Linked DNA regions of Mus musculus: all the other regions are linked to region 3. A link is a contact called in public HiCAR-type and promoter capture Hi-C data. All regions are on one chromosome and are shown on one strand. Each heading gives the region's core, a stretch centred on a gene start, on an enhancer-like site or on the middle of the called end of the contact. The rest is flanking DNA. Distances are from core to core; before and after follow the strand shown.

What was found. Promoter capture Hi-C pulls out the DNA fragments that hold promoters and counts their contacts. HiCAR-type assays count read pairs that join an accessible place to other places.
Region 1: a promoter capture Hi-C map of liver shows a contact between it and region 3, with 3 times the contacts expected there. The contact joins the promoter of Thsd1 here to the promoter of Tacc1 in region 3.
Region 2: a contact with region 3 is called in a promoter capture Hi-C map of embryonic stem cells, with 4 times the contacts expected there. The contact joins the promoter of Vdac3 here to the promoter of Tacc1 in region 3. A contact is called at or near these places in 2 of 39 promoter capture datasets (embryonic stem cells and liver).
Region 4: a HiCAR-type map of astrocytes shows a contact between it and region 3, with 3 times the contacts expected there. The contact joins the promoter of Mrps31 here to the promoter of Tacc1 in region 3.
Region 5: a promoter capture Hi-C map of embryonic stem cells shows a contact between it and region 3, with 3 times the contacts expected there. The contact joins the promoter of Ikbkb here to the promoter of Tacc1 in region 3. A contact is called at or near these places in 2 of 39 promoter capture datasets (embryonic stem cells and liver) and 2 of 115 datasets of contacts at active chromatin or transcription factors (bone marrow-derived dendritic cells and pro-B cells).
Region 6: a contact with region 3 is called in a promoter capture Hi-C map of pre-B cells, with 3 times the contacts expected there. The contact joins the promoter of Ap3m2 here to the promoter of Tacc1 in region 3. A contact is called at or near these places in 3 of 39 promoter capture datasets (hippocampal neurons, liver and pre-B cells) and 3 of 115 datasets of contacts at active chromatin or transcription factors (astrocytes, large pre-B cells and thymic regulatory T cells).
Region 7: a promoter capture Hi-C map of pre-B cells shows a contact between it and region 3, with 4 times the contacts expected there. The contact joins the promoter of Smim19 here to the promoter of Tacc1 in region 3. A contact is called at or near these places in 2 of 39 promoter capture datasets (frontonasal cranial neural crest and pre-B cells).

What each region holds. Positions count from the first base shown.
Region 1 is chr8:22,225,723-22,228,665 of GRCm38.p6, forward strand. It overlaps Thsd1 (thrombospondin, type I, domain 1), which reads left to right and starts at 1,581. Exons shown (of 5, transcript NM_019576.2): 1 at 1,581-1,707.
Region 2 is chr8:22,592,469-22,595,455 of GRCm38.p6, forward strand. It overlaps Vdac3 (voltage-dependent anion channel 3), which reads right to left and starts at 1,345. Exons shown (of 9, transcript NM_011696.2): 1 at 1,216-1,345.
Region 3 is chr8:25,200,114-25,202,884 of GRCm38.p6, forward strand. Tacc1 (transforming, acidic coiled-coil containing protein 1) reads right to left here and starts at 1,429. Exons shown (of 13, transcript NM_177089.5): 1 at 1,009-1,429; 2 at 1-93. The coding sequence starts at 1,172.
Region 4 is chr8:22,409,994-22,412,693 of GRCm38.p6, forward strand. Mrps31 (mitochondrial ribosomal protein S31) reads left to right here and starts at 1,347. Exons shown (of 7, transcript NM_020560.2): 1 at 1,347-1,591. The coding sequence starts at 1,473.
Region 5 is chr8:22,705,312-22,708,011 of GRCm38.p6, forward strand. Ikbkb (inhibitor of kappaB kinase beta) reads right to left here and starts at 1,272. Exons shown (of 22, transcript NM_001159774.1): 1 at 1,159-1,272; 2 at 771-893. The coding sequence starts at 875.
Region 6 is chr8:22,804,214-22,807,052 of GRCm38.p6, forward strand. It overlaps Ap3m2 (adaptor-related protein complex 3, mu 2 subunit), which reads right to left and starts at 1,441. Exons shown (of 9, transcript NM_029505.3): 1 at 1,363-1,441.
Region 7 is chr8:22,475,479-22,478,178 of GRCm38.p6, forward strand. Smim19 (small integral membrane protein 19) reads right to left here and starts at 1,401. Exons shown (of 4, transcript NM_001146117.1): 1 at 1,028-1,401. Slc20a2 (solute carrier family 20, member 2) reads left to right here and starts at 1,222. Exons shown (of 11, transcript NM_011394.3): 1 at 1,222-1,447.

The sequences.
Region 1 (2,943 bases), core at 331-2,830, 3.0 Mb before region 3:
CCCCTTCCGCTCCTTGGGTACTTTCTCTAGCTCCTTCATTGGGGACCCCGTGCTCCGTCCAATGGATGGTTGTGAGCATCCACCTCTGTATTTGTCAGGCACTGCAGAGCCTCTCAGGAGACAAGGCTGCTATTTTTAAAATGCATGTAAGATTTAAGTCTCACAACCAAAAAGTGACCTTTTTTTGGTGAGAGTGTCCTTGGGAAGGTTAATACAGAGCAAGGTGCCTTTTGTGTTTCACTGACTCCCCACAAAACTTTAACTGCTATATTCCTTTTATTGCAGAGGAAAGCTGGGATTGGGCAACTCAGGGCTACCTGGAATCACCAAGTGCGACCATAAGACTTTACCCGCTGAACTCTACACAGGCGCTTCCATTGAGATTTTTTTAAATTGCATTTTGTTTTTTGTTTTCAAAACCAATAGTCCCAGGAACTATCTGATGTTCATATGGCAGGCACGAATTTGAAAGGGATCCTACCTTGAGCTGATGAATGACAGAGCAGATCGTATTGACGGCAGTGAGAACTTCCTTGGTCACTTGGTTGATTACTCCCTAGAAAAACTTGACCTTTGATGGCATCTAAGTGACTGCGCTGTCTTTTAAGATCAACTTTCTGCAACTGGCATAATCTCCAAACTTGAGGCGAAATTTACAAGCCAACCATTGGCTCCCCCTCACCAACTTGCTAAGCAAGAGCTCCGCTGCTGCTCTGTATGTAGTGCCTCGCCCACAGTCTGCCTCCAGGAACAGGCTCTCGTTTGTACAGTCCAGGCTGACCAGGTATGTGAAATCCTGTTTCCCCAGTTCCTGAGATTACAGGCACATGCCCCACATCCAGTCTCATGGGTCTGACACATGCACAGTAAATCCACACAACTCGGTCCTAACATGCTTCACTCCTCGAGAGTTTCCTGGTACCTCTTGCTGGGTGCTGGCCATCTAGAGGCTATGCTGATTTCTATTACTAAATTTGTCTGTTAAGTGGTTGTTACACGCAAAAGAAAGCTCACTGCACAGCGCTGGATGGCAAGTGCAGCTGTTAAACCACGTGAAACGTAGCCTCCGGTTCTTTCAGAAAGAAAATACTTGTAGAATAGACTTTTTTAAATGTTTATTTTTAAAATGTTTAATTAACCAAGTTTTGCTCCAGAGGAAGAGAAAGGAAAATGCGCTTTATCTGAAGTATATTCCTTTCAAACTCCAGTGACATTTGGGGGAGCAAGTTTAGAAATTACCCATACCACTTTTTGGCTCTTCTTGTGATCACCCTCCAAAAGAAAATGACATGGGGGAGAAGTGAATGGTTTAAGTGCAAGGCTGCTGGCTCTCTCTTAAAGCACTGGGTCTTTGCAGCGGGAAGTGGACTGTGGGTGTAAATACGTGCTGCACTAGCAGCGACCACACCTCCTAGCAGGGCCTCTGGACCCAGAGTTTCCTGCAGGTTTCCTCTCCACAGGGCAAGCTAGGGGCGGGCAGGAAAGGAAGATGCGCTGCCCAGGAGTGGGAGCGGGGCGGACCTCTTGCGCTTGACCCCCGCCCTCTGAGAGCCCGCCTCGGGGCGTGGTCCCGGCAGCCTGGGAGCGTGCCGGAGCTCTGGACCCGGGCGGGCGTGCAGCTGCGGGACGGGAGATGCTCGGTCAGTCACCCTGTGGCCGCTGAGGCTCCCCTCTCACTTCCGCCGTGCCAGACAGACCCGACCCGAGGTAAGGATCCGAAGCTCAGGTGGCCCACCACCAGGGCGGGCACCTGGCGCAGGCGTGGCCGAATGACGGGACTCTCAAAGGCAGGAGTTCAGATTGGAACCTTTGGAAACTCAACGTTGCGACATACGTTTGTGGCTTTCCAAAAGTCTCTTTCTGGGATACTAACAATAAGCAATGACCTCAGTAACAAGTTTTATGCTGACTACCACTGGACTGGGTTTGCACCCGGGAACTTGAAGCACCTCTGGAAAGTGAGTTGGTAGGAGAGCAGGGCTTCACGGGGGACGCACAGCTCACCCCATGGTTGGGATAGAGAAAGCTTGTTCAGAAGCGCAGCTCTGGGATCCAGATTGCCTCCTAACAGACATTATTCCTGGATCTATACACAGAAGCCTTGCTTGTGAAATTACTTTGTTTCTCCTTCTATTCTTTTATTTTCCTCCTTTTATTCTTTAACGATGTCCTGTGGATATAAATTAATTTTCCTTTGTTGTCGGCTATGAATCATTTAGCTGCTTTCTGAAAAGCTTGGCTTTAAGGGGGGGAGGGGGTGATTCTGTTAGCCATTGAGAATATCCACACACACTTTTCTCCACTTTCTCGGCTGGGACTTTTACTGTTTTTCTTAGCTCCAAAGGTTCAAACCCAGGGTCTCTCACATGCTAGGCAAGTCCTCTACCACCCAAGCCCTATACAAAGCATTTCAAACATCTTGAAAATGTTCCCACTTTCCTACTTTCTTAAAATGATTCTCAGCACCAAACATTTTACTCAGCAACTACTCAGGGAATTGGGGACGTGGTGAAAAAAGGTAATAATCAGTAGTGCCCCCTCCCATTTTAGAGGCTTATTATAATCATCATCATAGTGCATGCCCTAATGCTCAGGTAGACTGCGTTCTATAATTCCATCTCTGTCCAGCTCTAAGTACAGATCATCACACAGGTCTGTATTTAACCACCCATCTTCATAAGCAAGAAAATGCAATCACAGAATCAGTGATGAGAAAGAGTTTTAAGAAGAATATTATCTCCGAGAAGCAAGCCATCCAAGAAAGCTGAGTTCACCTTTCCGGAGGCCGCTGCTAGGTGGTGTCCTATTATGTTGTCTAGGCTGGTCTCAGACTCCTAGGCTTAAGCCATCCTCCTGCCTCAGATTTTGGGGGGAGCTACAGATGCTGGGGCCACCATGGGATGCTTCCTCTGAGTCTTTCATCTGAAGTCTTAAAGTCGTGTT
Region 2 (2,987 bases), core at 95-2,594, 2.6 Mb before region 3:
TGCGGAGACAGGAAGACTTCTCAGTTCAGTGAGGAGACCTATACCCAACATCAACCACTGGACTCCACATGCATACGGATGTGCACACAAACGTGTACATACACCACATAAACAAGTTCACACACACACCCAAAATTTATAGAGAAATGGGGATGGCGTATGGGTAAAGCACTTATCTTACATAGAAGAGGATCTATAATTGATGCCACGGGTTTTATCCAAGGCATCAATCAAAAGGAAAAGTTAAGGAGTCAAGGCAAATGAGTGGTATTGATGTTCTACATCAATCTATAATAAAATTCTGCTCTATGTTACAGAGTTTGGAGTCCACTAGCAGGGTAATTTTACAGTCCCGGTAGTAATGTAAATCTTTTGCCATCATTCTAGGAGGGAGGAAACACAGGTCTTACGTATTCAGACAGAAACGTTTATACAGTTTTAGGTTTTCATACTGATCAGGGAGAAAATAAACCAAGGTGGTCGAAATGTCTAAGTGCTATTTACAAGCTGCGTTTAGCGTTTTTGATCCACTGTTTCTCAAAAATCATCACTTTGCAAAAGTCAAGTGGATAACTGAAGTCGTTCATGCCCAAACTGTCCCTTACTCGGACCCATGATTCTAATGGGAAATGCACTGCTGGTATGATCAAGCAAAAAAATCGAGAAAACCCGGACTCCATGTTACTCGAGAGTCAAGCTACAACCTCACAATCATCTTAGCGCTACAAGACAGCTATGCACCATGCCCTGAGGCTGCATTAGAGCCTGAGAGGACGACAAAAGGCACTAACTAGAGGAGACAGCTTCTCTTTTGTTCCTTGTTTCTGCTTTTTAAGATGCATGAAGAGCATCCACCCTTCGGCCGTCGGGAGTGCAAGACACGCCTGACAAGTGCTGGACACACCAGACAGCGGGGTGAGGACAGGGTCGGGTGTAGGTTTGGGGTTCCGGGACTCGTCCTCTCTAGAAACCGCCCGCCTTCCAGCCTGGCCCCGGGCAGACCGCCAGTGCGCACGCCGGGTGCGGCGGAAGGTCGCGGCCGGCCCAGGGCGGCGACTCCCGCCCTCAGGCGACCAACAGGGTCCGGGCAGCGGAGTCTCCCCTGCCTCGCCTCGCCCTAGGTCGGCGCCCCTCAGCTCCTCCTCCGTGGCCTCGGCCGGCTCCTCAGGCCCGCCGGCCATCCGCCCACCCGGCCCGCGGCAGCGGTCGCCTCACCTACAACCCGAGGGTGGGCCCGTCCCGCTCCACCAAGGCAACGCTGAAGGTCTTCTCGAACCAACGCCGTCTGCGCCTGCGCGACCTCGCTCCCCCGCCGCGCCTGTGCGCCTGCGCGCCCGTCGTCCCCCAGCGCGAGTGCGCGCGGCGCGGCGCCGCGCCTCAGACCAGACGTGCAAGGGGCCCCGCGGCGGGCGCCTAGGCCAACTGTCCGGCTGCGCGTGCGCGGGCGAGTGCGCGGGCGCAGTGGGGGCCCTGCTGGCGGGTGACCGGCGCGGGGTGGTGTGGAAATGGCCGAAAGGCCTTTGAGGACCTTTGCTGGGCCGGGAGGCGCGGCTCTCGCGAGAATGTGCCAAAGCCGTAGCTACTGTCCCCTGAAGGGGCGCGGGCGGGCAGGGCGCCAGCAGAGACCCAGGGCGGGCTCTGCGGACGCGAGCTGCCAGCCAGAGTGTCGCTCCCAGACCCTGCCACCCTCTCTATGGTGGATGACTTGCAGGTCTTTATGGGAACTTCGTCCCAGGTCAACTGTAATTTTAAAATGTGAGTCTTCTCAGTTGGAACGATGAGAGAAAACCCAGGCCCTAGAGGTTAGGCGACTGCGGGCTTCTAGAGCATGCAAGTTAATTCAAGAGAGAGAGAGGATGGAGAGAGAGCTCTTCTTAGAAGAGAAATCAATGTCGCAGGAATTGTGCAAGGAACACACCACTGCTTTAGAGCCACCTTAGTGACAACCGATTCCCCAGCAAACGGTTAAGGAGATCCCGATGGTTCCCAGGACTCACTCACTCCGCGGATTATTTACTGAAGAGGAAAGGACCTTCACAGCCAGAAAATCGCCTTCACCAAGTGACTAAAGCTAACTTCAGGTGCCCTGTCATTCACAGAAAGGGACACAAGTCGATATTCTTATATTCTTGGTTGTGAACCTAGCCTTTAACGGCTGAGCCATCTCTCCAGCCCACGAGTCAGTATTCTTAACAAAGCATGTAATTTGTCTATGGGCGAGAAAGCAAATCCAAATTAAGGGACGTTCTGCGAAGCAACTGCTCAATCTTCAATGTCATGAAAGATGAAGAAAAGGGTTTAAGAACAAAAAGATGTAATGCTAAAGTGTTTTTGTGAGTCTCAGTTGGACTGTGGATAAAACAAAAGGGCTATTGAACACAACCAAGCAACTGAGGAGATTTGAGTAAACTACACTAGTACACTAGTACTAGAGCAACGTAGAATCTGAGGGTACTGTGCCTTGGTTATGTACAAATGGCCTTTTTGGAAATATTTGTTGATGTTTCTACCGCTAACTCTTTTTATTGAAAATAATTTTTCATACACTATATCCCGGTCATGTTTCCCCACCCCCAGCTCCTCCCAGATTCCCCCAACCACCTGACTCCATGCCTTCTTTATTTCTCTCTTTAGAATACAAATAGTCAAACAAACCAGAACTTAAAAAAAGAAAAATAATAAAGAGGAAGTACGAGGAGAGTAGACACATAAACACAGAGTCCATAACATACACACAAAACACAAGTAAAACAAAACAAAAGGCCCAAAGTCAGAATCATTGAGTTCATTTTGTGTTGTCCCTCTATGGCTGGGCATGGAGACTCCATTGAAGAAAACCATTTTGTTTTCTTTGCAAGTGGATGCCAATTAGAGATAGTTTCCTGTTACGGATGGAAGCTTGTGTCCACTTGGAAGCACCACCTGACTTGACCCTGTAGTTCAGTAGTTTCTCTACCATCACTTACACAACTCAGCCCTGTTGTGTC
Region 3 (2,771 bases), core at 179-2,678:
GCCAATCCCGGTGATGAATCACAAGACTCCTTGAGAGGCGATCTGATTGGAGTTTCAGCTTCAGGAGTCTCAAAATTACCTTCAGAATCCGAGCTGCCGAGGGGGAAAAACGAGGCATTACCACAGTCAACGGTATTTCCAACTGCCTTTAAAACGTACTCAGCCACCAAAGTGCAAGTACAGCGCCTCTAACTTTACAACCAACCAATCCTCAACCCAGCCTGAGAACGGCTGCAGCATTTTCAGCGATGCCCAGCATCCTAGCTCCCCGAAATCTCTTTCGTCCTCTGAAGCTTCTCACCAGGACCTTTTTTTTTTTTTTTTTTTTTTTTTTTTTTTTTTTTTTGTCATCGCTGCCTTTCACACGCACAGACACACACACAAAAAGACTTCCCAATCAACCCTTTCCAGGGGCGTAAAAATTAATATCGCCCCACCCCCCAAACTAAGCCAATTCTAGCTATACTGTTCTTCTCCGTAGGCCTCTACCTGTCTGGAAGTCACTGGAAGCTGAAAATGCCGTCACCTGCCTTCCACAATCACACGTGTGACAGCTCAGCAGAGACCACCATTTCTCACCAGCTGCCAGGGACCTGTCATCACGCGATCCTCTTTTACCAAGGCTGCATTTTAGGACACTGCGGGGCCAAGAAGGGCGGTGGAGCGACTTCTTGCCCACAAGGGGAAAACGCTACAAATCGCACCTGGCCTTATCAACTGCCACTACCCGGTGCCGCTGCGTCGGAGCCGGGGTGTCGACGCTTCGAGAAAGCGACCCAGGCAAACCGGGATGCGCAGACTGCGGATTCGGGGCTGGGTTCAGAAAGCTTACAGCGAAGACAGAGGACGAAAAGCACACGGGCAGACAGAACATCCCGAACTTTCGGGTACACAGCGGGGACCCGGCTGCGGGCAGCAGAGCCGGGAACACGGTTGCGCGCACACAGCATTGACCGCGGTGGGAGGATGGCGCCCGCCTGCATCTCGGCTGGGATGCGGTGTACTTGCCTGAAACTCAGGGATTTGGTCTCGGCTTGCGAGTCCTCTTCCTCCTCGGGGTCGCCCTCGGGACCTCCGGCTTCGTCCTCTCCGGCGCCCGAACCGCGCACCGCGGACCACGTCCACTTGGCCCACTGCACGGGCGACAGGATCTGCCAGGGACTGAACGCCATGAGCGCGGCTGCCGCCCCTGCGGTGGGGGAACGGCGGCCTCTTCCTTCAAAATGGAGGGGCCTTGACAGGCGCCGGCAACGTCGCCGGCGACCCGCGGATGTGGCTCAACGAGCGCCGTCGGGCCGGGCGCAGCGCTTCCTCCCACGGCCCCGCAGCGCCGCTCGCCCCCGCTCCTCCGGGCCGCCGCGCCGAAGCTCGCCCCCGCGCGTGCCCGCTCGCCCGCCCGCTTCTTCCCCCGCCAGCCCTGCTCCGCGTCGCTGGGCTCTGGGGTCCGCTCCCGCCTGGAGCAGCCTCGGCCGCCGCGGAGCCGCGCCCCTGGAGCCGCCCCCTCGGACCGAACTACTGGCGCGGCGCGCGGGGGCGGCCGCTTGGAAGCGCGCTCCCCCCGCCGCGCTGGTCGCGCCCGGCCTTGGGCAGGGGCTGCTCGACCGCGCTCGCCCTCCCCGCGGGATCCGCGCCTGCCGCGCGCCGCGCGCCGCCGCCGTCCATTTCCGAGCGTGTGCGCGCCGCGGCGCTGTTCCTCTTCCCCTTTTATCTGTGTTTCCTGCCGCTAGGACTTAATGGCGTGGCTGAAGCTGCGCTGTACAGAAGTTAAGCCCCTTATTTAAAAACAAAACAACTCAGAACCTCTGTAGAGTGTTGTACCCGATCCTTGACACTGGTCAGCGCCATCCTTGTTACGCCCAGGATTTGGAAGGCTCCCAGGTTACAGAAGAATTGAAGTTGTCTTGCCCTCACCAAGCCACACTCATGAGGGCTCCGGAGTGCCCTGACCTGGGATAGATGCAAAATTGCCCCCTGATAAGACGGCCTGAGCCGTTTCCTGTTGTTCTTTCTTTTCATAACTTTAGGCTTTTTTCAGATAATTCCTGGGTCCTTGGTTTCTGATGTCCTTTGCTTCTTCAGTACAGAGCCATCAAGATCTGGTGACAGTCTTCAGAATAAGGCTTTTACCTCTGAAGGTGAAGAGAAGAATTTTCCCCCCTTTATCTTTGAAGGATTCCACTAAGAGACTGCCCCAGGTCCTCTCTCCCAGTGAATTCATTTCCTCCAAAGCCAAGTTTGAGACCATTAGCTCATCAGTGTGTTTTCCATAATACTGACATTTCTCAGTCTCAGAGAATCTGTGAGGTGGCTACAATTCCCACAGAGAGTGTGCCTCCAAAATTCAGAACAAAGTCAGGCGAAGATTTTCAGGATGCTCATGAGCTTACCCTGAAAGAAGCTGGCACCACGTCGTGTACTGCAGATGAATCACAAATGTCTTATACACTTCATAACAAAGACAAGCAAACATGTAAGATAAGGCTTGGCAGGTATCCTACCATAATAAAAAAAAAAAAAAGGCAGGAGTATACTTTAGAGCCCATTACTGCTTCTTGCCTGAGATAAACACGACTGTCAAAAGTGTTGAAAGACTTTTTTTTTAAAAATGTGAGCGGAAGTCATTTTGTTTTAGGTCTACAAGAACTATGCCAAGACTATCCAACTGTCGTTGTCTTGGGTTTATGATCAAGCAAATCTTCAGATTAGAAACCCCTGTAGCTTGAAAATAGTACCCATGTAAGTCCTTACCTGGGCTTGATCATTCCTCCTCC
Region 4 (2,700 bases), core at 97-2,596, 2.8 Mb before region 3:
TTGATGCATCTTTATGTTGGAGGAAAATGGCATAAAATAAGTTTTAATTTAATGTTTCTGATATTGGAGGAATATACTTGGAGTTATAAACTACTGTGTGTTGTTGCTCCTGTTCTTACAAAGATATATTTGGCCAGTACAGAGAAATGCAATATATTTGATTATAAATGCCTTCTGCCTTGTAATTAATATAGTATATTATATATTAGATCTAACCTCAGTGATAAATGCATTTTGAAGCTTGAAAAGAGTTGTAATAAAATTGTCTGTACCGTTGCAAAAAAAAAAAAAAATCCCTGAGAAAATAACACTAGCTGGTCTGAATTCAATGGGTCCATGCAGGTACTCAGTTTCCATTCAGAGATTCATCAGGTGAACCGGATCTGTCTTGGATCCCCATATCGTGGCGCTATAATTGTCCATGTTAAAAACAAACAAACAGAAACCCTGGTACTCTTATCCTAAATGGAATGAGAGATATTTTATTCTGGAGCCATTTTGAGAGACTGTGGCTCAGATACACAGATCTTGATTAACCCAAGTTCCCACATTCAAACATGGAAGTAGTTTCATTAAATTTTTATAGTTTTACAGAACAAGGTAAATTATAAATCAAGGTTAAAGTACATCGGTGGGTATATCAGAGGAGTAGATACAGCAAGTTGGGGAAGCTTTTCTAATAGGTCTATAGGCCTAAGATTCAAAGGGTTAGTTCCAACAGAGGTGGCAAGGACTGGTTGTCCGGGTTGGGGAGGTGCTAGAACCAGCCCAAAATAAGATAATTAAATTAATTTCTAGACCTGCAACATTCCAATCTCTCTAAAGTACTACGGTTCTAATCAGCCGATCAGTCTCTGCAGTCACAACTTCTTTCCAGGAGTTCTCATCCACAGTCCCCATAAAAGAAGGCTCCAGCAACAACCACGATCCCTTAGCAATTTCCCTCATGTGCATCCATCAATATTGACAGCAAGTCCATCTTTAATTTGCACTATCGCTTGACTCAAATTATCTTGCTTATTTTGCAAATCCGTGGGATTGTTTCCTTTTAATTCATCGGAAAAGAGGTGAGGAACACCTAGCCCCAGACCTTGACCAGGAGCAACTGTCACAGAGACAACCGCTGCGGACTCGCCCCGTCACTCACGGAAGGGCAGGACAGGGAGTTCTGTTAGTTCTCTACGGCTCCAGTCAGCTCAGTTGTTCATCCTGTTCACTTTCTCCGGTCTGCATCTTTATGGAACCTCGATATCCACTCCATCCAAAAAGGAAGCAGCAGGATCGAGCCAGCCAAAGACCCAGGAACATAATGATTGGTCTCCGTTTCCTACCGGAATCCAAAAGGAGCGGAACAGTGCAGGCTGGAAAACATCTCGGAGGACATTTTTGGCAGAGGGACGAACCAGTTCAGCTGTGCACTTCTTGGCGCTTGTGCTTCCGGCTGTGCTCTGGTTTGAGTTTGTATTTACACGATGCTCCACAGAATCCCGGCATTTCTACGCCCTCGCCCTTTCTCGGGCCTCCCTTTGTCCTGTGGAAACCGGGACGTCTCGGTGGCTGTGCTACCCGCGGCTCAGTCCGGAGCTGTGAGGTAAGGTGGCCCAGAGCTATTGGCCGCGCCGGGCTTCCAGGGCTCGCTTGCCCTCTACTTGCCTTGCAGCGACATTTTTTTCCAGCCCCCGGGGTTGGATACTGTAAGCGTAGGCTCTTGGAAGCGGTTGTTCGAAGTGTGGGTAGAAAGAAATCGTAGAAGGACAAGGCAGCTTGTCCGATGCCGTGATGAGTGTGGCAAACAGCCATAACAACAAGTCTTGTTTCTTGTCCCGCGGTCTTTCTGCTGCAAATCTATCCCTCATCCTGCTTGCTGTTACTTCTCTTTGTACGGACTCGAAAAGAGAGGTCGTTTTCTTTCATCTTCTATGCTTCCCAAGAATTTTTATAGCCTCGTTAATGCTTCCCTCCTTTATTCCCTACTGCATTATTTAAAGTGCGTTTATGTCAGCTACCGATGTTGAGCTCCGAATAAAACAGTCCTACCATTCTGGACAGTAGTATACTTCCATTGAGGAGGTGATTCAAGTAGAGTGAAGATAGCATGGGTAAGCACAGAGTTCATTCTCTCAACAGATAACTAGAGGAGAGCAAATAGAGACATCTCGAAGTTGTAAGAGGTTCATGGTATTCTTTCTGGGCACGCCTGTCCTCAACGCCTATCTCAGTGCTGAAGCAAGATAGCAGTGGAGATGGAAAGGATCAACTCCGTGAAGGAGTCTGCACAAAATAAAGTGAACAGGATGTGACCTATAATGAAGTAACGGAGTGGTCAAAAGGAGTGACTATTTCTGCTGATTGCTCTAGAGAACTGACAGAAGGAGAAAGATGTTTCAGAAAGATTCTAAAATGTCTTAGCATTTTAAACTTGCAAGATGAATTTTTATTGTAGGATCCTACACTGCAGGGTGAAAAATGTGAAGTCAGTCTCTGAGGGAAGCCATGTGGTGCTTTTGGTGATGTTGGGGATTTGAATTCAGGGCTTCAAAATTAGTGGAAGCTCATGAGGTATTCTCAAAGAAAAAAAAAGCTCATATGAGCATTTAGGATAATAGTTTTATTACTTTATGCTAGGGAACATTCATGGTTTTCCTGTAATACAGGTTTTGTGTGTGTGTGTGTGTAGTGTCAGAGCACTCTTGAAAGGAA
Region 5 (2,700 bases), core at 22-2,521, 2.5 Mb before region 3:
CTCAAGTATCCTGAGGTTAGTAAGTACTCTTTAGCGGAAACATCACAAGTACTGTGTGCTCCTGAGGCACTGTGATGAACTCATTACCCAAATCGGATAAAATAAGTCTCCCACAGTAAACAGCCGAGCTAGAGAGAGTCCTGCCAAGAATCTCAGCGTACTTACTGCCAGCCCCCTCCCCCAAATTTTTTTTGGAAGAACACAAACTTTTAACATGAGCAACGCACATCAGACACATAAGGACTAAAATAATAGGAATAAAAATTAGATCCAAAAATGAAATCAGTCCACATCACTCAGCATTATATGGCGGCACATGGAAAAGAAAGAAAGAAAGAAAGAAAGAAAGAAAGAAAGAAAGAGAGAAAGAAAGAGAAGAGAAAAACCTTGGGGTTATCAACTACCTAAAATATTTTAAATAAAGTTATTTAAAATGTTTTTTATTGCTCTCATCTTTTTAACACTGCCTGTATTCTACAACATTTATCACAATGTAATGTATTACGTGCTAGTCTAAATATTAGTAGAAATATAATTTCAAAATACTTGGAATGACAGCTTACTCCCTCATGTGTCCTTCTAAGTGGCATGGTTATTAAGGTTTTTTAAAAAGAGTCAGTTTAGCAGCTCACAGATCCCCTTTGCAGTCCTTTTTCTTACGCTCCCATTGGACAACGCCAAGGTTAGGCAGGGATCCACCCATTCACACCGGGCCAGGTCAGAAGAGGCGCCAAGAAAGCTCACCCACCTTCCTGGTGCCAGAGCCCTACCTGATTGTGCCACCGGATGACGTTTCCAAATCCCCCGGTCCCCAGGCGTTCTTTCATTTCCCAGGCTCCACATGTCTGGGTTGGGAGGGACGGTGACCAGCTCATATCGATGCCCTGCTAACTCTAGAAGCAAGCAGGGAGAGAGGACAAGTTGAGAGTAAGAAGAACACTGGAGCTCAAGAAGCAACTGGGAGCAGCAGTGGCTGCTGCCCTGCAAGGGGAGGCTAGGACACCGGTGTAGTTAACAAATAAAAGTTGCGGCGGCCGGGCCCACCGGTGGGTCCGCTCAGCATCGGGCGCGGCGCAGCCACGGACCCCGGGGAGAGGCGGAGCGCACACCCGGGTGAGCCGGTCCACGCGCCGCGAGCCGCCCTCGCGTGGGACTCACCTGCCCCGGGGGCCGCGGGGCCGCCAGCGACACCCGCTGAGGACATGAAAACTCGGGGTCCCCACGCAGCCAGCCCAGCGCCACTTCCTCAAACACTTCCTGCCCTGACGTCACGGGTACTAGACGGCTCTTAAAGGGGACGCGCGAGCCACTGGCTCTCGGAGACGCAGCCACAGCCAGCCAAGGTGCTGGACCTGGCGGCGCAGGACCTGGCGGCTTGGAGAGCTCTTCTTCACCCTGGCACTTTTTAGGCTGAGCTTGATCCGACTGGCTAGGCAGTTAATAAGGGGAGAATCTGCCGAGCCCCGACTAGTGCTGACTTAGAGGCTGTCCTAAGAATTGCCTCCCTGTCCTCCCACCGCTCCTGGTTCAGTATTAAGAATAATCAACCATCCTGATGCTCCTCAGAAAGTAACACACCACCATCCCCCTCAAAGAGGAAGGGAGGAGAGGGAAGAGTACAGAGACAAAACAAAAAACTAGCACTGTCTATCAAAAATGGAGTTTGAGCACTGGGAGCATAAAGAAATTACTAGTTATTAGGTCAAGAGGCTGGGTATTGTCTTCTCCACCAGGACACCCCACACGCCTACCAGCATCCACCCCTGCCTCTAACAAGCCAGGTTCAGCCGCTCACCTCCCATAGCCTAATTCACGATACAATTACCAATGGAAAGGAGAAAAAGAGGTTTATTCAATGTGACTACATTGGGGAAAGACAGCGATCTAATCTCTCTCACCCATACCTCTGCCGATCCAAGTCTAATTTTGGGGTCCTGCCATGAGGTTTGGGTTTAAGTGGAAGGCAAGTGGTATACATAACTAAGTAGTCATGCTCAATATATGTTCTGGTCCACCATCGTTGTCTAGGCTCCAGTTTCTCCTATGATGTGGCGTTTGTCAGACGGTGTGAAATCTCTGCTCCTCTGAAGGTGGCACAGTGGCTCCAGGCTTCTGACATTTACTGGCTTTTTAGATCCGAACCCAGCAGCGGACAGCGACCAGCAAGGCTAACAAAGTCTCCCTGGATTGAAAGCCAAAGATCTTTGTGGGATAACCTGGGGACTCTAAGCGTTTGAACTCAAGAATAGAGCAAATAAAGAACTTCTCACTCTTTTATTATTAAAGCAAGCAAAACATGAGATGATGTTTACAGAGAGCTTAAGCAAATACAAGAACAGCAAGTGAAAAAACACTTGGTATTATGTCTTATCATCCTTGCACCTGTGGGAAAAAGCCAAGAATATTCCTCCCAGGACCCCACCCTTCCCACAGAGAGAACGTGGACATCCCAAGCCATACCCTTCATGTCGCCCCTTTTGAGAGCATCCACTTTTTATGGGGTTTGCAATTATTTCTAGAAGGCCACTTGTGGAAGAACATTCTGCACTCTGCCCCAACCACAGCTCACGGGACAGTCACAGCTTTCTTACACGGGTTCCCACGTGGCCTCAGATGATGTTCCTGGGGGAGATTACAGTTTCTCGGGGTCTGTTATGTCGGCAGTTTAAAAGTCAGAAAGAGGAGCTCAGGAGACTCTTT
Region 6 (2,839 bases), core at 191-2,690, 2.4 Mb before region 3:
ATACTGCCAACACGACACTGTCATCCACAAAAACACCCTCAGGAAGCATACAAGTCACAAAACGAGATGGGAAAGCAAATGTCCCCATGACTTAAGGAAGTTTACCGTTTTGTGTTGGGCAACGTTCCTAGCTGTCCTGGGCCACATGTGGCCTGCAGGCCACCGGCCAGACATACCTGCTACTATTACATGAGCCCTAAGGATTCTTCCCTTGAATTCCCAATAATAACTAGCAGCCAATTTGTTTGTCTGTTGTAGATTTTCAGTTCTCTGTTATTATTGCCCGAGTTAGATCCACTTAAAACACTAGTTTCAGGCTTGTGAGATGGCTCAGCAGGTGAGGCTTGCTAACGATCCAAACAATGGGATTCAATTTCATTGGGACTCATAACATGAGAGAAGAGAAGTGACAACCTGTTGTTCACATGGGTGCACATAAATATACTTAATTTTCTTTTAAATCCGACTTTGCCAGGCACTTGGGAGCTAAGACAGGAGGATCACAAGTTTGAGACTAGCCTGGGTTACATAACATGATCCTGTCTCAAAAAAACAAACAAAACAAAACAAAACAAAAAAAATCTAGATGAAATAAACAAAGATGTTAGGCACTATTTAAATGGGTAGTGGGCATTTGAAAAGAGGCCGATAGTACTGACATATACTGTAAGATTAGAGACTGGACAGCTTCGGTTGGGAAAAAAGACTCAATTTTAAATATCTTACCACTTATTTAATACTGGTAATATGTTTGGGTCAAATGAAATATATTAAAATTTAACTTATCGTTAGCTTACCACGATTCCTATTCGAAACAGCATATGTGATGTGCTTTCTACTTCTCCTGAGCAGAGCCAGCCCCTGGAATCTTTGCCACTGTGATCTTTACTCATTCACTAAGGACCTATTCTCTGAATTATTTGTGCACAAAGCATTCCGCTGGATGCTTAAAAAAAAAATCTCTGGAGACACCCTAGTTTGTCTACAGTGACATCTCCAGGATGAGGCAGCTTTGCTGCACCCAGGGGTGGCCTAGAAGCGAACTGACTTGAGCTAGCACAACTGGTCACATTGCTAAGACCTGTTTTCCTAGTGCCCCAGGAGAGAGTCCAGATCGTCGGCTGCCAAGACAGCCATCGAGAGGTTGCAGCCCAGCAGCCTGCAAGCCTAGGGTATTGGAGGCCCTATGGGCCTTGGGGCTCCAGCCTGAAAACTGTCCAGAAGCAGGGACCCTGGTCCCAGAACTGTGCACCTGCGTTGCCATGGCAACGGCATTTGTAGCCCGGGACTCTTCCCGTACCTCTCTCCCAGGCGACGCCCAACGCAGCCCTTCCCATCCGCGCGCGCCCAGCCCAACCCTACCAGCTTCGACCAGGTCTCAGGCTCCGTTCCGGCTCCGCAGCGCAGTCGCGCTGCGCAGTGCTCCTTGCACGAAGGCTCCGCCCCCTCCTCACCGCTCTCACGTTGATTGGCCAGCCGCTCCCCGGCTGCCGCTCCTGCGCTCTGATTGATCGCCGTTCGCTTGCTAGGCTCTAGCATCCGATTGGTCTTTATTGAAGGTCCGGTAACCTTCAATTGGTGTAGCTCTGAGACTCCAAGCCCCGATTGGAGGATGAAGACAGTCGGTCATCCAGTCACAAAGGGCCTCCGGGGAGCTAGAAAGTGACCGGAAAGGTAAAATGATTCCCGGGATGCTTCTAATTTAATGCATCACAGATAACCAATCATAACTAACCTCCATTACACAGGTGCACTTAAAAAGCGACTGCTTGCCGGGCCTGTGGCGCAGGTCTTTAATCCCAGCACTCAGGAGACAAGCAGAAGTATCTCAGTGAGTTCGAGGCCAACCTTGTTGTCTACACAGGGAGTTCCAAGCCAGCGGGAAAGAACCGGGAAGAATAGAGGAAAGGAGGGGAGGGGAGAAGACAAGAGAGGAAAGGAAGGGAGAAAAGTAGAGACGTAGTGGGGAGGGGGGAGCAAGGCAGAGAAAGAGTGACAGACAGACAGATAAGACTGACTTCTCCTTCCAGACTCTCAGTTCCCAGATCCGATAATGAAGGTGTTGGGGCAGGTCTTTGAAACCACCTTAAATTTAAAGAGATCACAGGTTACTGTGACTCGGGAAAGTGTGAAGCAGAGATCCGATGGAAATTTTATCTTCAGTTAGATTAAAATGAGGCATTCGGTAAGATGAAGTGTGAAGGGGGTTGCAAAAACTGCTGGGCACACTGTAAGATGAAATGACAAACTGCGGTGATGACGGTCGTGCCAATCTAGATGAGTCTCCGAAAGGTCTCTGGCAGTACCTAAAAACAAGAGGCCCTACCTCAAATCAGATGGAAGGTGAGGAGTGATATTCTGACTCCTACAAGTGTTTCCATGCACAAATGCAAACGCGTACCTCATACATGCAAAAACGGGTGTGTGTGTGTGTGTGTGTTTATTTTCCCTTTCGTTTTGTTACTTGAGACAGTTTCGCTGAACAATTCTGGCTGGCCGGGAAGTCTCCAGATCGGGACAGCTTTGAACTGTTTCCCTCTGCCTCCCGCCTCCGGAGTGCTGGGATTAAAGGCTTGTGCTGCCCACCTGGTCGCTACTCACCCGGGGCCGGGCGCGCGCGGGGGAGGGGTGTGAGAAGAAATTTTAAAAATAATTTCAAAGCTTAAAAAAAAAAAAAAGAACGATTTGTGACATTGCCTCATACGTCCCGTTTGAAATTACAGAAGAAATAGTCATCAAATGAGAAGATTTCCGGAGGAAGAAAAGAGATTGGTCCAAAAAAAAAGAAGTTTTCAAATAACATACTTAGTTTCTAAGTAGTTATTTAGATAAAGATTAC
Region 7 (2,700 bases), core at 151-2,650, 2.7 Mb before region 3:
ACAGGTCCTGGGTGGATGAGTTTCCTTAGACCCACAGTTTAAAGGGTCTGCACTGAAGCTAGGCCTCTCCTGCTAGTCCTGACACCATCAAGGCCACGCTTTGGAAGAGTCAGGAATGGAGAGTTCAGAGTCCACAGTGCAGACATGGAGGTACTTTAACCACGCCTCCCACGCACTTTGTGTAACCTAACCAAGTGTGAGGATATGCGCCTTTCCCCTTCAGTCTAAAGTAAAATGTCCAGGGGTTGGTTCATTTCAGGCAAGTTAATGCTCTAGTAGATTGATGCTGAGAGTGACATTCTGGGCTCTTATGGGAAAACTGACATCTTCCCTCAGCTGTCCGGTGATGTAATGTTTAAACTATTATTGCATTAGAAAGATGCTAGCTAGATGGAGCTGATTTAAGCTGCAGGTTAAACACGCATATTAAGAGATCATGACATCAAAAAACGCATCCATCGGGATTTAGTTTAAGGCTGACCTCCTTTTGGGTGACAAAATCCTTTTCAGGTAATCATGAGACATTATCCTAAGTTTTAAAGTTTGTCCACTCCGTTCTAGAACCTGCCACCTCGCTTGGAATGCTATTTTCTGCCTCTCACGTGGGACTTTTGTTACTCTCTCACGGAAATTCAGACTACACATAATTTCTAACAACGGAACCCAAACACCATGAGGGGAAGATTCATTCTCCTGACTCTCTGAAGCACTGCGACGTTTGAGGTCCTAAAACAGACGGGAACAAGGTCACAGGCTTTCACCCCATCCTAGAGGACGGAGCATAGCTGAGGCCTGTGGACTGCGCAGTACACGTTCGAGTAATTTTTTTTTTCTTTTTGCACCCATCCTGCTTTGACGCACTGCAACTCAATAACAGGTGACAGTGGTGGCTCTGAGATCCCAAGGCCACAGGGACCCGGGGAACGGGAGGCGCAGAGGTGGCACACAGATCTGACGCCCAAACCTGGCCTCCTCCAGCCGCCGCCCCCCTCCCCCGAGCCTGTGCAATCTGTTCCAGGTGACATACAGGACAGTCCTCCCGCGACGGGACGCCGCACGCTCCCGCCGGCGTCTCTGCGGGCTCCGGGGACCCTAGGCACGCTGCAGCCGCCCCGCTCACTCCGCCCGCAGAGACACCCAGGTCGGGATCTGACCCGCAGCAGCTCGCAGCCCGCGGCTGGGCCCGGACTGGACGGGACGGGGCGGGGCCGGGACGGGGGCGGGGCGGTGACGCAGCCGCGCGCGGGCGGGCGAGCGAGCGGGAGAGCGGGCGGGCGGGCGCTCGGCGGCTGCTGAGGTGCGGAGGCCGCCGCGCCGAGCCGCTCCGCTCCGCTCGGGCTGTTCCGGGAGTCGGGCGGGGAGCGCGGGCCGAGACCCAGCGGACCGGACGACCTCGCCTTCGTCACTTCCTGCCGGCCCGCGGTTTCCGGAGGGAACGAGAAGCCAGGTTTTGTTATTGGTTTTTCTTCCTTCCCTCTGTGCGGGATCGGAGCCCGACGCCGCGGCGGCACCGCGTGCCGCGTGTGGCGGGAGCCGAGCGCAGCGCGGTGCAGCGCGGCGGTGCGTCTCTCCGCGCGCCGCGGCCCGGGTCGGCGCGGGCGGGAAGCGGCGGGCTCAGGCCGGAGGGCGCCGAGGCTCCTCCGCGGTGGGGCGGTCTCGGGGTGTCTGCGCGTGCTCCCGGGACGAAGCTGGCTGGCTGGGTTCTCGGTCTCCTCATCTTCCCGGCTGTGAGGCCGAGGCGACTGCTCTCTCGCATCTTTGCTTGAATGGCTAGGGTGTTTTTAAAAGAAAAAGAACAAAAAAGAAAAACACCATTTGCGTGGGGGGACTTGAATAAGGTTACGTTTTCCAGGGTGAGGCAGGTGGTGATCGTTAATGAGTGAGTGCAGTTTCGCCATTAAACCGATCAGTCGGTCCCCCCAGGTTAGTGCGGCCATGCAAATAAAGCGGCCCATTGTCCACGTGCTTAAGGGCTTAGCAATTCCAGCAGGGCAAGTTCTCCGGGATCATCTGACTTCTTGTTACCATTCTTGCTCGCAGTGTAGCGGTTCTCTTGAGTTGGCGTGCAGAGATAAGAGCAAATAATTAGACTGTAACTTTTCACAAGTTGTCTTGCCTATTACAAACTCACCTTCCCTTAGGATCAGTAACATGTTTTTGTAGTATCAGTGTATGTGCGTTTACGTATATTATACACACAATCATTTATATAATTTTTAAACCATTTAGTTTGAGTTTAAAGTTAGAGAATTAGAAAGAGTAGTACACGTGGTGTTTGCTGCCTGTTTGCCGGGACAGTGCCAGATGTTCATAGATGTTTTATATCAGTTCATTCTCAAGGGGAACTTCTTACATAGGCGTAGATTGTTCAGTTTCTCAATACTTAAGTTTGATTAGCTCGCACCACTATGTAGAACGTTGGCTTTAAATAGTTGTTTCTCTTCTGAAAATAAGGGTGCTGATCACAGAATAACTTAGCAAATTAGTGTGGCTTTAGAAAGAAGTTCATAGAAGTGTGTTTAGTCCATTTGGGTGTATAAGAGTTTTAAAAGCCTTGTGGCTCTTTTCTTACTCCTAAGTGCCCATTATATAACATGGTCAGAAGTTGATCTAGATAGGGTGGGCACCAGGCAAAGGTACAGAGCCGTTACTCAAATTTGGGGTCCTTTGTATTTCTTACTACACTTCCTAACTGAAGGC